Regions from separate parts of the Sus scrofa genome. Here region 1 is linked to region 2. The links are chromatin contacts, called in public HiChIP or PLAC-seq maps. All regions are on one chromosome and are shown on one strand. The core of a region is the stretch at or near the end of the contact, and the rest is flanking DNA. Distances in the headings are between cores, read along the strand shown.

Region 1 (7,144 bases), core at 1,651-4,150, 260 kb after region 2:
TTCGTGAACCACTGAGCCACGACAGGAACTCCCTAATTTGTTAATTTCTTATGGCTCATAGATCTAAATGTAAAACCTAAAACCACAAAGGTTCTAGAAGAAAATATAAGAGAATATCTTCATGATCTTGGGGTTAAGATTTCCTAAACAGGCCAAAACAAACTAACAAGAGAAAAGAATCTTCTGCTACTCTTAGGGCTCTTATAGGCAAGCAACAGGCTAGGAGAAAACACATGTATCCGACAACAAAAAATATTCCATCCAGAATACACAAATAATTCCATCAACTCAATAATACAAAAAGCAAATAAACCAATGTTTAAAATGGGGAAGACTTGAATAGCCTCTCTCTCTCTCTCTTTTTTTTTGGTCTTTTTAGGGCAGCACCTTCGGCACATGGAAGTTCCCAGGTTAGGGGTCCAATCAGAGCTGCAGCTTCCGGCCTATACCACAGCAGGGCTGGATCCTTAACACATTGAGTGAGGCCGGGATTGAATCCGCAGCCTCATGGATACTAGTCAGGTTCATTACCCTGAGCCACAAAGGGAACTCCTTGAACAGCCTCCTGACATATGACACAGAAATGGCCATTAAGCACAAATTGCTGAACACAGTTAACAGAGAACTGCAAATTAAAACCACAGTGATATGCCACATTAGAACCACTGACAAACCAAACACCGAGGCAGGATACATCTTGCTGGTGGAAGTGTAAAATGGTACAACTACTTTGAATAATGAGAATCTTTTATTTAAAAAATTTTTTGTATGGTCGCACCTGTGGCACATGGAAGTTCCCGGGTAAGATCCTTAACCCACTGAGCCAGGCGTGGATGGAACTTGCACCACAACAGCCACTTGAGCTGCTGCAGAGACACCAGGTCCTTAACCCTGTGTGCCACAGTGGGAACTTCAGAATTTTTAAATAAAATTTAAAAACGCATAGATGTATTCCCTACTCTATGACTTAGTAATTCTACTCCTAAGTATATATCCAAGAAACATAAAAACATATGACCACAAAAAGAACTGTACAAGAATGTCAAGAGCAGCTTTATTAAAACTAATCCCAAACAGGAAACAACTCAAAAGGCCACCACGAGGAGAATGGATAAACAATGGATGGTTTATTCATCCAGTGCAACACATTAAATGAAAAGGAGCAAGATACTGATACACCACTGACACATGCAATAAAATGGGTGCATTACAAAGATTTTGCTGAAGGAAAGAAGTCTGACACAAACGAGCACGACCTGTATGATTCCATTTATAAAGCAGTTCTCCAACAGGCAAAACTATTCCATGAGGACAGAAATCAAAATGAAGGTGGAGGGTTAAAGATAAACTGGAAAGAAGCATGAGACTTGTATTTTGATAGGAGGTGAGTGTAAATGCTACCTCGATTTAGAAAAAAAGCGCGTAAGTACCGCCCACAGAGTCTGATTCGCAGCAGGTGCGAGGTAGGCGACCGCGCCCTAAATGGTGAAGATGCCCCAGGAGAGCATTCGACGGACTCCGCGCGGGGTCAAGCCGCCTCCCGCAGGCGAGAACTAGCCGGGACCGGAGGGCTGCACTTGGGAGCTCCGTCCCCGCCCCTCTCCAAGCCCCGCCCCTTCCGCTTTCACGACGTTCATTCTGCGTCCGAAAATGGGGATGGCTCAGCCCAAAGCCGGATACAGAAGAAATTGTTTCTCTGCCACAAACAAACAACCCCATCGTTATGCTTTTTTATCGTTTAAATCTCAGATGTACCCATTCTCGAAGATACCCAAGGTTTGCCTTCTGATATTTAAAGAAAAGAAAACCGCCCCAGGCAATGGTAGCGTCCGCCTGGTTAGCAGACAACCAGGAAGGAGCACACCATTCACAAGAGGGGGAGGGACTGAGGTTTGCATCATAACAAATGCTTTTTCCTTCCCAAAAGCGGTGGCTAAGTAGTCCATGAAGGACAAAAAAAAGGTAGAGGGGGTTAACAGCCCCTTGCAGCAAGCAATAGGAACCAGTTTAAAAGACCTTTTCTCTTTCTACTTCCCTCACATCGGGTGAATAGTGGGCTGTTCCGAAGAAAAGAAACCGGAAATGCTCCTGCGAGTGGCAGAAATGTAAATGCAGAGCCAAACAATAACAGGGCTCCCGGGCCTCTCCGGCCGGGTTACTCCTCCGAGGCTTCGCGGGCAAACCTCTTGTTTAGCATGTCCCATTTCCACAACTGACAGCCTTTAAATGGACTTTCTCCATCCTGAGGCGCTGAAGGCCAGTTGGAAAGTTCACTCAAGAAAGGACAAAGGTCCGGAAGTTAGCACCTTGGACTTCCCGGAGCACTCCGGATAACCACTTCGGAATGGAGTCCAGGGTTCCACTGGGATGCCATACGCACTAAAATCTCGAGCCATAAATCCCCAAAGTTCCAAGATCCCAAAGCCTCGGACCTTGATGCTTTGTGTGTCTTATTAAGGGCTCCCCCACACCGGGTACTGAAATGGGGTGGTGGCGGTGGTGGGGAAGAACCCCTTAGGCAGGCTCAAGTTTTCCCCAAAGCCCCACTACCCGGCGCAGGTGTTCAGCTTTTTAGTTCGGTTGGTCCTAACATCCCTATCATCTACACTCAGGCCTCCCAACATTGCATTCCTCTGTTGATGCCGCTAGAAGAACTTCCATTTCCCCCCCCCCCCCAAATCACTAAATCTTTCGCTCCACCTCCATCCTCCTTTCTTCTGAGCTGAAAATACACAGACCCGAGAGCCCATGACTCATAGAGTATTCATCAGGCTCAGTTAAGAGCTTACCCGAAGCTCAGGAGAGCGTGTCACTGTCCTGGGATGCACGCTCGAGACGGGACGTCAGGTGACCCCGGAGACCAGCAGCTACCTGCGCCAAGGATGGTGGCCCTGGACTTTTGAGGAGCTCAAAACTTTTAGCGCCAGTCCGAGCACATGGGAGGGGAAAATCCCAATCCCAGCAACCATCGCGAGACTCCTGGCACAAAGTCGCCATGACAAGTAAGGGCAAGCAATTACCCTGCGGGCGGTGGCGACGGACGGAGGTGGTGAGGGTGAGGGGAGTCAGGATTCCTGCTGTGTTGGTTTTGTAGCTACTGACAGTTTGCGGTGAAGAAATTCGACAACCCAGATCTGTGAGAACAGAATTGGTGGAAACCATTTTGAAAGACTTGTCCCCGAGTCAGACATGAAGGTGAAAGAAAGACAGCCTTTGCACCTTTTGCCTGGAACTCTGCTCTCCCAGATGGCTGGATAGTTCCTCATTAGCTAAAATGTCAATTTTTAGGAAGACCTTCCTTAATGTTCCAAGCTAACGTATTCTCCTAGTTACGTTGTATCACACTGTCTTGTTTAATTTCCTTCCTAGACCCTATCACGTTTTGAAATAATTTGTTCCTTGCCTTCAATACACAGCAACCTAAGCGTTAGGAGAGCAGAGACCTTGCCTACTATCTTATTCATTCTTGTCTTTTCCAGTACAGTACTGGGTAGCAAAGAAGAGCTCAATGATAAATATTTATTGAATGAATGAAAAGAGACGGAGGTCTGAGGAGTTGAGATGCAAAACAGGTTCAAACCCCGTAAAAACAAATATAGCGCTCGCGCCCTCTGCAGGTGGGGAGGGGAGTAGGTGCTTGAAGAATGATAGCGCGAGGAGCTCAGACACATCTCCCTGACTCAGAAGCTCTCGGACTACAAGTCCCAGCAGGCACTAGGAGATTCAGGACTGGAGGGGAACGGTAACCCGTGACCTGTTACGTCCCTGCCCCGCCCCTCTTGTGGGTCGCCCGCGAAGTCTGATCCGGGATGCGGAGGTCCAATCGAATGGTGGGCCCAAATCCCGCGAGAACAGGTGGCGCGTAGCCACCGACAGGGCTAAGGATCGCCGAGCTCTCCAACATTCCTGTTCGCCCGCCTCGCCTCGCGAGGCCTGGGGGCGGGGGGCTGTTTTCTGTCCTATCCCGGGAGCAGAAAGAAGGCACTGCTGGGTTTCTCCAGTTCTGCGTCCGGATCCGTGCGAACTTACGGCGGTCTCTGCCGTTCCGCAGGCCCGGCAGCTGGTAGCCGGCGGGAAGAGGATTGCCTGGCCGCGGCCAATGTTTGCCGTGCTTCCTCTGCAGTATGAAGACCCCGGAGGCGCCAGTGTTAGCTCCGGACTGCCTTCCTTCAGACCAGGCCCCAGCTGCAGCCCGTCTCTCTCCTCAGGCTTCCTCGATGGATAAAAATACGAACCCTGAACAGACGCCACCGCCACCCGATGGGGATGATGCGCCCCGGATATCCCCGGATCCTGGAGCTGGCTCGGCCGTGTCCCAGGAGCTGGGGGAAGGGGACCCAGCTTCTCTCTCCACTCCGTTGGAAGCTGAGTTTGATACTCCTAGTGAGTTGAGCCCTCGAATCGAGGAGCAAGAACTTTCTGAAAAAGTGAGCCTTCCTGCAGAAGAAACGAACAAGCCAGAGTTGGGGCCGGGAGAAGACATGGAAGATGTGTCTGAGGAACCCGCTCCAGAGGATGAGGGATACACGTAAGTGCTGATGGCAGTTGGCTCAGGAATCTGAGGAGGTTGGAAATGTGAGATATATCTCATCCGCCAGTCCTCAGCCCCACTTCTCCAGGCCCATTTCTCCTTGGCTTTGGCGACCCAGGTTTGTCTTCCCCATCTTCCTTCCAGCACTTGGAACTACAGCTTCTCGCAGCTACCCCGGTTTCTTAGCGGTTCCTGGTCAGAGTTCAGCACCCAACCTGAGAACTTCTTGAAAGGCTGTAAGTGGTAAGTAAGGATGAGGAGGGGGCTCACCTCTGCCACAGGTCTGCTCAGCTCAAGCCCAACACTCGCAAGATACAGGTCTATCCAGGCTTCTCTCTCCTACTCCTAGGGCCCCTGATGGTTCCTGCATCCTGACCAATAGTGCTGATAACGTCCTGCGGATTTATAACCTGCCCCCAGAGCTGTACAGTGAGGGGGAGCAGCTGGAATACGCAGAAATGGTAAGGGTAGGGACTAACTGCCCCTTCCTCAGCCAGGGCACTTTTAAGTCCTGCCTGTAGATGGAGAAAGTACAGTCCACATGTTTCCTGTCACAAACAGGGTATTTTTTCACCGTGAGTTTCCACAGGTAGCATTTTCGGCCGTCAGTTCCGAAGTCATTTAAAGTGATATTTGGCTTATCTTTCATTAGGAATATATGTTTTCCATAAAGGAGTAGTGGATTTCTCTCCGTAGTTTTTAATTGACTTTCAGATATTTATTGAATGACCACTAATATGCCACCTACTGTGTTTGGTGTTGGGGTGAAGTGATGAACGAGACAGATGAAGAACTGGTTTGCTTTCTTGTGTGGGAAACATGTTACCCAATAAGCAGTCAAGTTCATTATTGAGTTTAACAAATACCATGAAGGGGTATTTGTTAAATACCGCAATGGGAATGAATCCAGCTAGGAACCATGAGGTTGCAGGTTCAATCCCTGGCCTTGCTCAGTGGGTGAGGGATCTGGCATTGCCGAGAGCTGTGATGTAGGTCACAGATGCGGCTCGGATACTGCATGGCTGTGGCTGTGGTTATGGCCGGCAGCTGTAGCTCCGATTCGACCCCTAGCCTGGGAACCTGCATAGGCCACAGGTGCGGGCTTTAAAAAAAAAAAATATATATATATATATATATACCGTGAAGGAAGTAAACAGAATGAGGAGAGATTAACCAGAGGATACCACTTTAAATAAAGTGGCTGGGGAGGAGTTCTCTGAAAAGGAAACATTTGAGCTAAGACCTGAAGGATGACAAGATCGGCATGTGAAGAGGTATAGAAAGAGTGCTCCACAAAGAGGCAGAGATGTGGGAATTCCCGTCGTGGCGCAGTGGTTAACAAATCCGACTAGGAACCATGAGGTTGCGGGTTCGATCCCTGGCCTTGCTCAGTGGGTTAAGGATTTGGCGTTGCGGTGAGCTGTGGTGTAGGTTGCAGATGCGGCTTGGATCCCGCATTGCTATGGCTGTGGCGTGGGCTGGCAGCTACAGCTCTGATTCGACCCCTAGCCTGGGAACCTCCATATGCCGAGGGAGCGGCCCTAGAAAAGACAAAAAAAAAAAAAAAGAAGGGGGCAGAGATGCTACAACAACCCAGAGAACCCAGAGCTGGGAAAGAACTTCATGTGTTCAAGGAACAGAAAGAAGGCCACCATGCCTGATGCCAGATCTTGTGGGTGGGGCCTTCGGAGTGCCTCTGGGAAGCCATGGGAGAGTTTTAAAAGAGAAGAGTGTTGGGAGTTCCCATTGTGGCTCAGTGGGTTAAGAACCAGACTAGGATCCATGAGGAGGTGGGTGCCATCCCTGGCTTTGCTCAGTGGGTTAAAGGATCCGGCGTTGCCATGAGCTGCACGCATAATTCGAAAATGTGGCTCAGATCTGGCGTTGCTGTGGCTGTGGTGTAGGCGAGCAGCTGTGGCTCCAATGTGAGCCCTAGCCTGGGAACTTCCATATGCCACAGGTGTGGCCATAAAAAGAAAAATAAAAAATAAAAGAGTGAAATGATAGTTGAAGTTTATTTACTCATTTATTTTGGCTGCACATGAAAGTTCCCAAGCCCAGGATTGAACCCGTGCCACTGCAGTAGCAATGCCAGATCCTTAACCACCAGGCCACCAGGGAATTCTGATGGACTGTGAGTGGTCAAGAGTGGAGACTCTGTTAAGACGCAGTTTGTCATAGTCCAGGCGAGAAACGATGCTGGCTTGGGCTGGGGTGGCATCAGGAGAGAGAGAGATGGGTGGAGTTGAAGTATATTTTGTGGGACTGCGAAGCCAGTGGGGTGGATGGAGATACAGTTCACTTGGGAAGTGAAGAGCTCTTGGGATGGAAGTCAAGGGTTTTTAGGTCGCGGCAATGTAAATCTAAGGGGAGACTTTGAGAAGGGTGCTCGGGATGTAGTTTGGGAGTGGGAGAGCATCTTGTGGCTTGAGAGTGGATTCAGTCTTGAGAGAGAGCATAGATGGAGAAGGAGAAGGCTCAAGCAGAGCCTGGAATGCTCCGGCGTATGGAGGAGGGTGCAGGAGAAATTACGAAAGTGGAGGCACAAGTCGCATTTTTTTTTTGTTTTTTGCTGTGGCTGTGTGGCAAATGAAAGTTCCTGGGCCAGCAGTT
Region 2 (6,413 bases), core at 3,471-5,970:
AAAGGCTATTGTTCCCTGGTGCAGAGGCCTTTCAATAGGACTGGGACCAGCTGACTACCAGCTGAATGCCAGCCTGCCTGGCCGGCCACCTGGCTTCCCAAGCCTGAGACCCCTCCCTGCCCTCTGGCTCCCCTCCTGCCCAGGTCCTGCCTCCTGCAGGCTGACTCAGAGCGCCTCCTGCAGCTGTGGGTCAGCGCTGTGCAGAGCAGCATCGCGACGGCCTTCAGCCAGGCTCGCCTTGATGACAGCCCCCGGGGTCCGGGCCAGGTACCTGGGGGGACAGGGCCAAGCTGCTCCGGGGAGATGCGCTGGCCCTTCCCCGAGGCCTCAGGGCCACTCTTTCCTCCCTTGTCTCCCCCAGAGCTCAGGACATCTGGCTGCGGGCTCTGCTGCCACCCTGGGCTGTGGCGGGATGGCCAGGGGAAGGGAGCCTGGTGGGGTCAGCCACGTGGCAGCACAGGTGCAGAGCGTGGACGGCAATGCCCAGTGCTGCGACTGCCGGGAGCCAGCCCCCGAGTGGGCCAGCATCAACCTCGGCGTCACCCTCTGCATCCAGTGCTCTGGCATCCACAGGTCACTCCCCAAGGCTCGAGAATCGGCCCCTACTCCTTCTGGTGGCAATGGGGCGGGGGTGGGGAAAAGAGAGCGCCCATGGCAGGGCTCCCGTCCCCACCCCCGGCCAAGGCTTCCTCTCTCAGATTCTGCCTGTCACGGGGCACACACCTGGGCTGAGCCTCTAGGGAACAAGGCGGACCCAGGCAGGCGCAGGCTGCGGTGTCCCGGTCTGGCCAGGGCAGGGGACACGGAGAGGAGTGTATTGGCCTGACTGGGGGAGGTATAGGGTCTGGGATGCTGAGGGCGGGGGAGCCAGGAAAAAGCAGAGAGAGGACATATTGTGAGGACCTAGCAAGTCTCTAAGGCCATCACCCACGCCAGCCTGGTGGGAGGAGGGGAGGGGAGGTGGCGTGGAAAGAGGTGTCCAGGCCAGAGTGCCTGGAGCGTGGGAGACGGCTGGAGAGGGTAAGAGGAAAGGGAATGGCAAGCGGGCGGGATCCTGCGGATCCAGGTCAAGGCCCCCACGCAGGACCTGGCCCCCCAGTCGTCTCAGGAGCAGCAGCGGCAGCTCCCCGGCTGCTGCCCCACAGAGGGCCTGACTTCCTCCCTGGCCCTTCAGGAGCCTTGGGGTTCATTTCTCCAAAGTCCGGTCTCTGACCCTTGACTCGTGGGAGCCGGAACTCGTGAAGGTGACTGAGGGTCGTGGGCGAGGGGGGGCGGCCCGAGGGCAGGGCTGCAGGCGCTCACCCGCACCCTCTCTGTCTGTCTGTCTCGGCCTCCGCCTGGACCGCCTGAAGCTCATGTGCGAGCTGGGCAACGTGGTCATGAACCAGATCTACGAGGCCCGCGTGGAGGCCATGGCAGTGAAGAAGCCCGGGCCCAGCTGCTCCCGGTGAGGCTGGGGTAGCGGCTGGGGTGCCCTCCTGCGGTGGGGGGCGGGGGGAGGGCCTGGGATGGGAGGAGGGGACACTGTCCCCTTCTCCCCCCACTCCTTCCCTGACAGGCAAGAGAAGGAGGCCTGGATTCACGCCAAATACGTGGAGAAGAAGTTCCTGACCAAGCTTCCTGAGATTCGGGGGCGAAGAGGTGGCCGGGGGCCCCCAAGAGGGCAGCCCCCCGTGCCCCCAAAGCCGGGGAACATCAGGCCCCGGCCGGGGAGCTTCAGATCCAAGCCAGGTATAGGGGTGGTTGGGCTGGGCAGTCAGCGAGCGCCTGCTGTGTGCTTGGCGAGCTGGGACGCACAGGCTGAGGCCCAGGCCTTCCGCCTGAGAACAGGGGTGGGGAGGCCCACAGCAGCCCTGGTTTTACCAGGCAAGCGTTTCAGGGATTACTGTGGAGAATGAGAAGCACCGAGGGGGGGGCTGGGGGGGCTGGGCGTAGGCAGGGAGGGCTGTGCAGGGTGTCGAGTCAGGAGAAAGCTGGGAGGAGGGTGTGGGATTAGCGGGAACAGAGGGAGCCGGAGAGCCGAGGCCGGCCGTCAGCTCCCCGGACATCCCAGCCGGTCAGGGTGGTTGGACAGGAAGAGGGGAAGGAGGCTGTCTCTCCCGTGCACCCCAGGGGACCTGCCCACAAACACTCACACACACCCCTGTCACCTCCCGCCACAACCTCCAGCCCAGAAGGCCTCCCCAGAGTTGAGAAGTGACCTGTCCTATGACAGCATTCGGGGACTGCTGAGGGCTTTCTTCCCAGATTCAAGGCTGGTTCCCCTCACAGAGCCACCCTCTGAGGACCTGGGCAGCCTGCACCCTGGGGCCCTGCTCTTTCGAGCTGCTGGGCATCCTCCGTCCCTTCCCACCATGGCTGATGCCCTCGCCCACGGAGCCGATGTCAACTGGGTCAACGCGAGTCAGGAGAATGCCACCCCGCTGATCCAGGCCACAGCTGCTGTGAGAGTCTCGCCCACCTCCCCACCCCTCCTCCCCTCCCCTCCGCCTGACCCTGGTCCCCGCCCCTGCCCCTCTTGCCATCCCATAGGGGCTATAACCAATAGAGACTGGTTGCAAAGAGTGTGAGATTTGGAGGCCGACAAACCCGAGTTTGAATCCAGACTCCTACCATTTGCAGTTAGGAACCTCCCTGTGGCTCAGCTTCCTCATCTGTAAAATGAAGATAACATAGCTCATGAAGTCCTTCCATGAATCTAATGGACGAACACACGTAAAGAGCTAGAGCAGAGCCTGCCCTTCCCATCCCCGGCCTCTGAACGGACCCCACTCTAACCGATGCTCACATGTGCCTCTCAAAATGCCCCTCTCTGCTTCTCTCTGCAGAATTCTCTTCTGGCCTGTGAGTTTCTCCTCCAGAACGGGGCAAGTGTGAACCAAGCGGACAACCAGGGCCGGGGCCCGCTTCACCACGCAACCATTCTTGGCCACACCGGGTAGGGGGGGCAAGGATGACGGACGGCCTTGGGGCGGGGAAGGCCCCAGACGGGGCGAGGCGCTGGCTGAATGTGGCCGTCTCGTCCAGGCTGGCCTGCCTGTTCCTGAAACGTGGGGCTGATCTGGGAGCTCGAGACTCTGAAGGCAGAGACCCCCTGACCATCGCCGTGGAAAAAGCCAACGCTGACATCGTCACTCTGTGAGGACGCCTGGAGAGGCGGGGCTCGTGCTTGCACCCTCCCCTGGAGGCGGGGCTGAGGCGGAGACCCCCGCCTGCCGGGCGGGGCCCGGGAGGGGCGGGGCCAGCTCCTGGACCAGGCAGAGAAAGGATGCTCCAGGGATGGACTGAGGCTTGGAGAAGGAGGGAGGGCAGGGTCCGAGGAAGGGGACTTTATTCTGAGAGAGGCAACGTTCGTTAATATTGTCGTTAGGCATCTTTTCAACAAAACAGATGAATGAAACTCCCAACTCAAAAGATAGGAAGTTGGGGGGGTAGGTTGTTAAGAGAATGTCATTCATTCCTTAATTCCCTTCCCTACAGGCTCCGACTGGCAAAGATGAGAGAGGCCGATGCGGCCCAGGGCCAGGCTGGTAAAGTACCCCCCACCCCCGCCCCCACACGACACTGTAACTCTGGGCTTCTGGTCGCTGGTGACCTGTCCCCAACCCCCTGTGCTCAGCTTCTTTGGTTAATTACATTATTTAGTCAACAGATATGGATGGGGCACATCCTACGCGCCAGGTCCTTGAAACAGAGCAAAGAATAGGCGAGGGCGCTGCCCTGACAGCGCAGATGTCCCCTCCACCCACGCTGGAAGCGCGTGCTCTTACCAGGCCGGGCTGTCCCCATTGTGCGCTTCAGTGCTAGCGCCCAGCCACCCGGCGTCCCAGCCCTTCCTCCCTCCCCTCAGGAGATGAGACGTATCTCGACATCTTCCGAGACTTCTCCCTCATGGCATCTGACGACCCCGAGAAGCTGAGGCGGCGCAGTCATGACCTCCACACGCTATGATCTCAGACCGTCGAGGGCCCCGCACCGGCTACTCCTCCCCTCCGCCCCTTCGCCATTAAATCCTCTGTGCCTTGCTCTTCAAAGTTCATTTACTGGGCAGCCCCTTCAGGCTGGCAAGGAGTTGGGCGTTGCGTCTCTTGGGGTGCAGGAGCGGCTGGGAGTTTGCGAGCTTGAGTCACACGAGGGGCGGAGGGGCGAACAAGGGGAACAAGAAGAGGGAGCTTCGGCCTCAGTCTGAGAGTCGCGCGGGGCACGTAGGCTCAGGCGACGTGGCCAGACCCATCCGGGTGGGGAGAAGCCGCTCGCGTGGGCTGGGCCCGGCCTTCCCTTGGGGGTGCTGGCATATGGCTGGGATGGCGAGGCTGGCTCAGGCCACCCCGGCCCAGGCCCGGAGGCATCCCTGGAATGCGGCGGCTCAGCACCCGCCCCCTCGGGAATTCCCTGCGGAGCGACTGGGAAGGAACTGGTCCCCAGCCCCCGACGGCCAGGCTTCGGTTTCCGGAGCGGCGAGATAGGAGGGGCCGGCTCCAGCCTAGATGCAGACGTGAGGTCTAGCACACCTGGGGGCCGGCGGGGCCGTCGCAGCCACATCCGGAACGACGCGCCTGAGTCACCCGCAGGACCCCACCCCCGCTAGCGTCCGCCTAGCCAGCCCGTCCGCCCCGTCTCTCCGGTTCGCCGCTCTCGGCTCCCACCACCACCCAAGCCGCGCTCGCCCGGCGGGGGCGGGGGGCGGGGCGCCCAGGGGGCGGGGCTGCCTCTTAAAGGGCCCCCGGCCGCTGCCCTTAGGCCACTTCCTGGGGGCGGAGAGGACTTCAGCGGCTGCGACGACACTGGGGGAAGGCGGCGGCGCCCGGTCTCGAGACTCCCGGCTGCTTCCATCGGAGTCCTTGGACACTGCCAGCTCGGACTGAGCGTGCATCCTCGCTCCCCAGCGGACACAGAGGAGCCTCCGGTGTCGGCTCCGGTCAGCCCCTCCTCCATCTCCTGGAACCCGCGCCGGAGCCAGGCCAGGCCCGGCCTCCGACTGGCTCCCGGAGCTCTGCATCGACTCGCCCGGAGCGACAGCGCTCTGCCCCAGAGCTCAGAAACCTGACCCTTCAAAGAGTCGGCCTTGTGCTCGCCACCGTCACCTGCTGGTTGGATTTCGGAAACCCACTGTCTGAAGACCACATAGAGGAATCGCTGACCCCCGGAATCGGACCTAAATCTCTCGTCCCTCTCTGGCTTCCCTCTGCTGTTTTTATCCGTTCTCCCAATCTTTCCGGAATTTCTGTGCCCAGAACCCTCCCCCACCACAGTAGCTGGAGTGAGCCCCACATCTTGCTGCCTTGTACTCCAATTTGTGCCTCCGACCCAGAGACTGCCTGAACTTTACGCCCCAGTTCTGCACACACCCAGGAAGTTCCGCCTTTTCTTCTCTTTCGGTGTCCCCAGTACTCCTCAAAATTTCCCCTCCTCCTGTGCCCTCTCCGCCCCCCGCCTTTGGGGGCCCTGTGACCCTGAATGTGGGGGGCACGCTATATTCCACCACTTTGGAGACGCTGACTCGATTCCCAGACTCCATGCTGGGGGCCATGTTTAGGGCCGGTACCCCCATGACCCCCAACCTCAGTCCCCAGGGAGGTGGCCACTACTTCATCGACCGAGATGGCAAGGCCTTCCGGCACATCCTCAACTTTCTGCGGCTGGGCCGCCTGGACTTGCCCCGTGGATATGGGGAGACGGCGCTTCTCCGGGCAGAGGCTGACTTTTACCAGATCCGGCCTCTCCTGGATGCCTTGCGGGAACTAGAGGCATCTCGGGGGACCCCGGCACCCACAGCCGCCCTGCTCCACGCAGATGTAGAAAGCAGCCCCCGCCTGGTGCACTTCTCCGCTCGCCGGGGCCCGCACCACTATGAGCTGAGCTCTGTCCAGGTGGACACCTTCCGGGCCAACCTCTTCTGCACCGACCCCGAGTGTCTGGGTGCCATGCGGGCCCGATTTGGTGTGGCCAATGACGACAGGGCGGAGGGAGGCCCACACTTTCGTCTGGAGTGGGCCCCCCGCCCCTCGGAACTCCCGGAAGTGGAGTACCAGAGACTGGGGCTGCAGCCCCTGTGGACTGGGGGGCCAGGAGAGCCACGGGAGGTGGTGGGCACCCCGAGCTTCCTGGAGGAGGTGCTGCGGGTGGCCCTGGAGCACGGCTTCCGTCTCGACTCCGTCTTCCCTGACCCCGAAGATCTGCTCAACTCCCGATCTCTGCGCTTCGTTCGGCACTAAGAACTGAACTGGGAACGCTGCCCTCCGTTTGACCGGGGCGGGGGGGAAGGGGAAAAAGAAGGGGGTGCCAAAAGGGATGAAGGCTCTCCTGAGGCCTCTTCCTGGCTCTGCTTGGGGAGCTGTGAGAGTCAGGAGTCCCACTGCACCTGACTGGAGCCCAGATATGGGCAGCAATCCCCAAACCAGAGCCCACAAGAC

The links. HiChIP or PLAC-seq counts read pairs in DNA pulled down with a chosen protein or histone mark.
Region 1: a contact with region 2 is called in an H3K27ac HiChIP or PLAC-seq map of alveolar macrophages. The contact joins the promoter of TP53 here to the promoter of KCTD11 in region 2. A contact is called at or near these places in 2 of 5 promoter capture datasets (fetal liver and liver), 3 of 47 Hi-C or Micro-C datasets (embryonic fibroblasts, fetal liver and subcutaneous adipose tissue) and 2 of 2 datasets of contacts at active chromatin or transcription factors (alveolar macrophages and skeletal muscle).

What each region holds. Positions count from the first base shown.
Region 1 is chr12:52,950,886-52,958,029 of Sscrofa11.1, forward strand. It overlaps TP53 (tumor protein p53), which reads right to left and starts at 2,901. Exons shown (of 11, transcript NM_213824.3): 1 at 2,790-2,901. It overlaps WRAP53 (telomerase Cajal body protein 1), which reads left to right and starts at 3,789. Exons shown (of 10, transcript XM_003131944.4): 1 at 3,789-4,528; 2 at 4,676-4,774; 3 at 4,881-4,992. The coding sequence starts at 4,125.
Region 2 is chr12:52,693,435-52,699,847 of Sscrofa11.1, forward strand. It overlaps KCTD11 (BTB/POZ domain-containing protein KCTD11), which reads left to right and starts at 4,721. Exons shown (of 1, transcript XM_003358250.5): 1 at 4,721-6,413. The coding sequence starts at 5,517. The coding sequence ends at 6,215. It overlaps ACAP1 (arf-GAP with coiled-coil, ANK repeat and PH domain-containing protein 1), which reads left to right. Exons shown (of 25, transcript XM_021067819.1): 16 at 144-267; 17 at 362-573; 18 at 1,175-1,244; 19 at 1,353-1,447; 20 at 1,559-1,731; 21 at 2,272-2,444; 22 at 2,829-2,938; 23 at 3,028-3,138; 24 at 3,481-3,530; 25 at 3,851-5,312. The coding sequence ends at 3,951.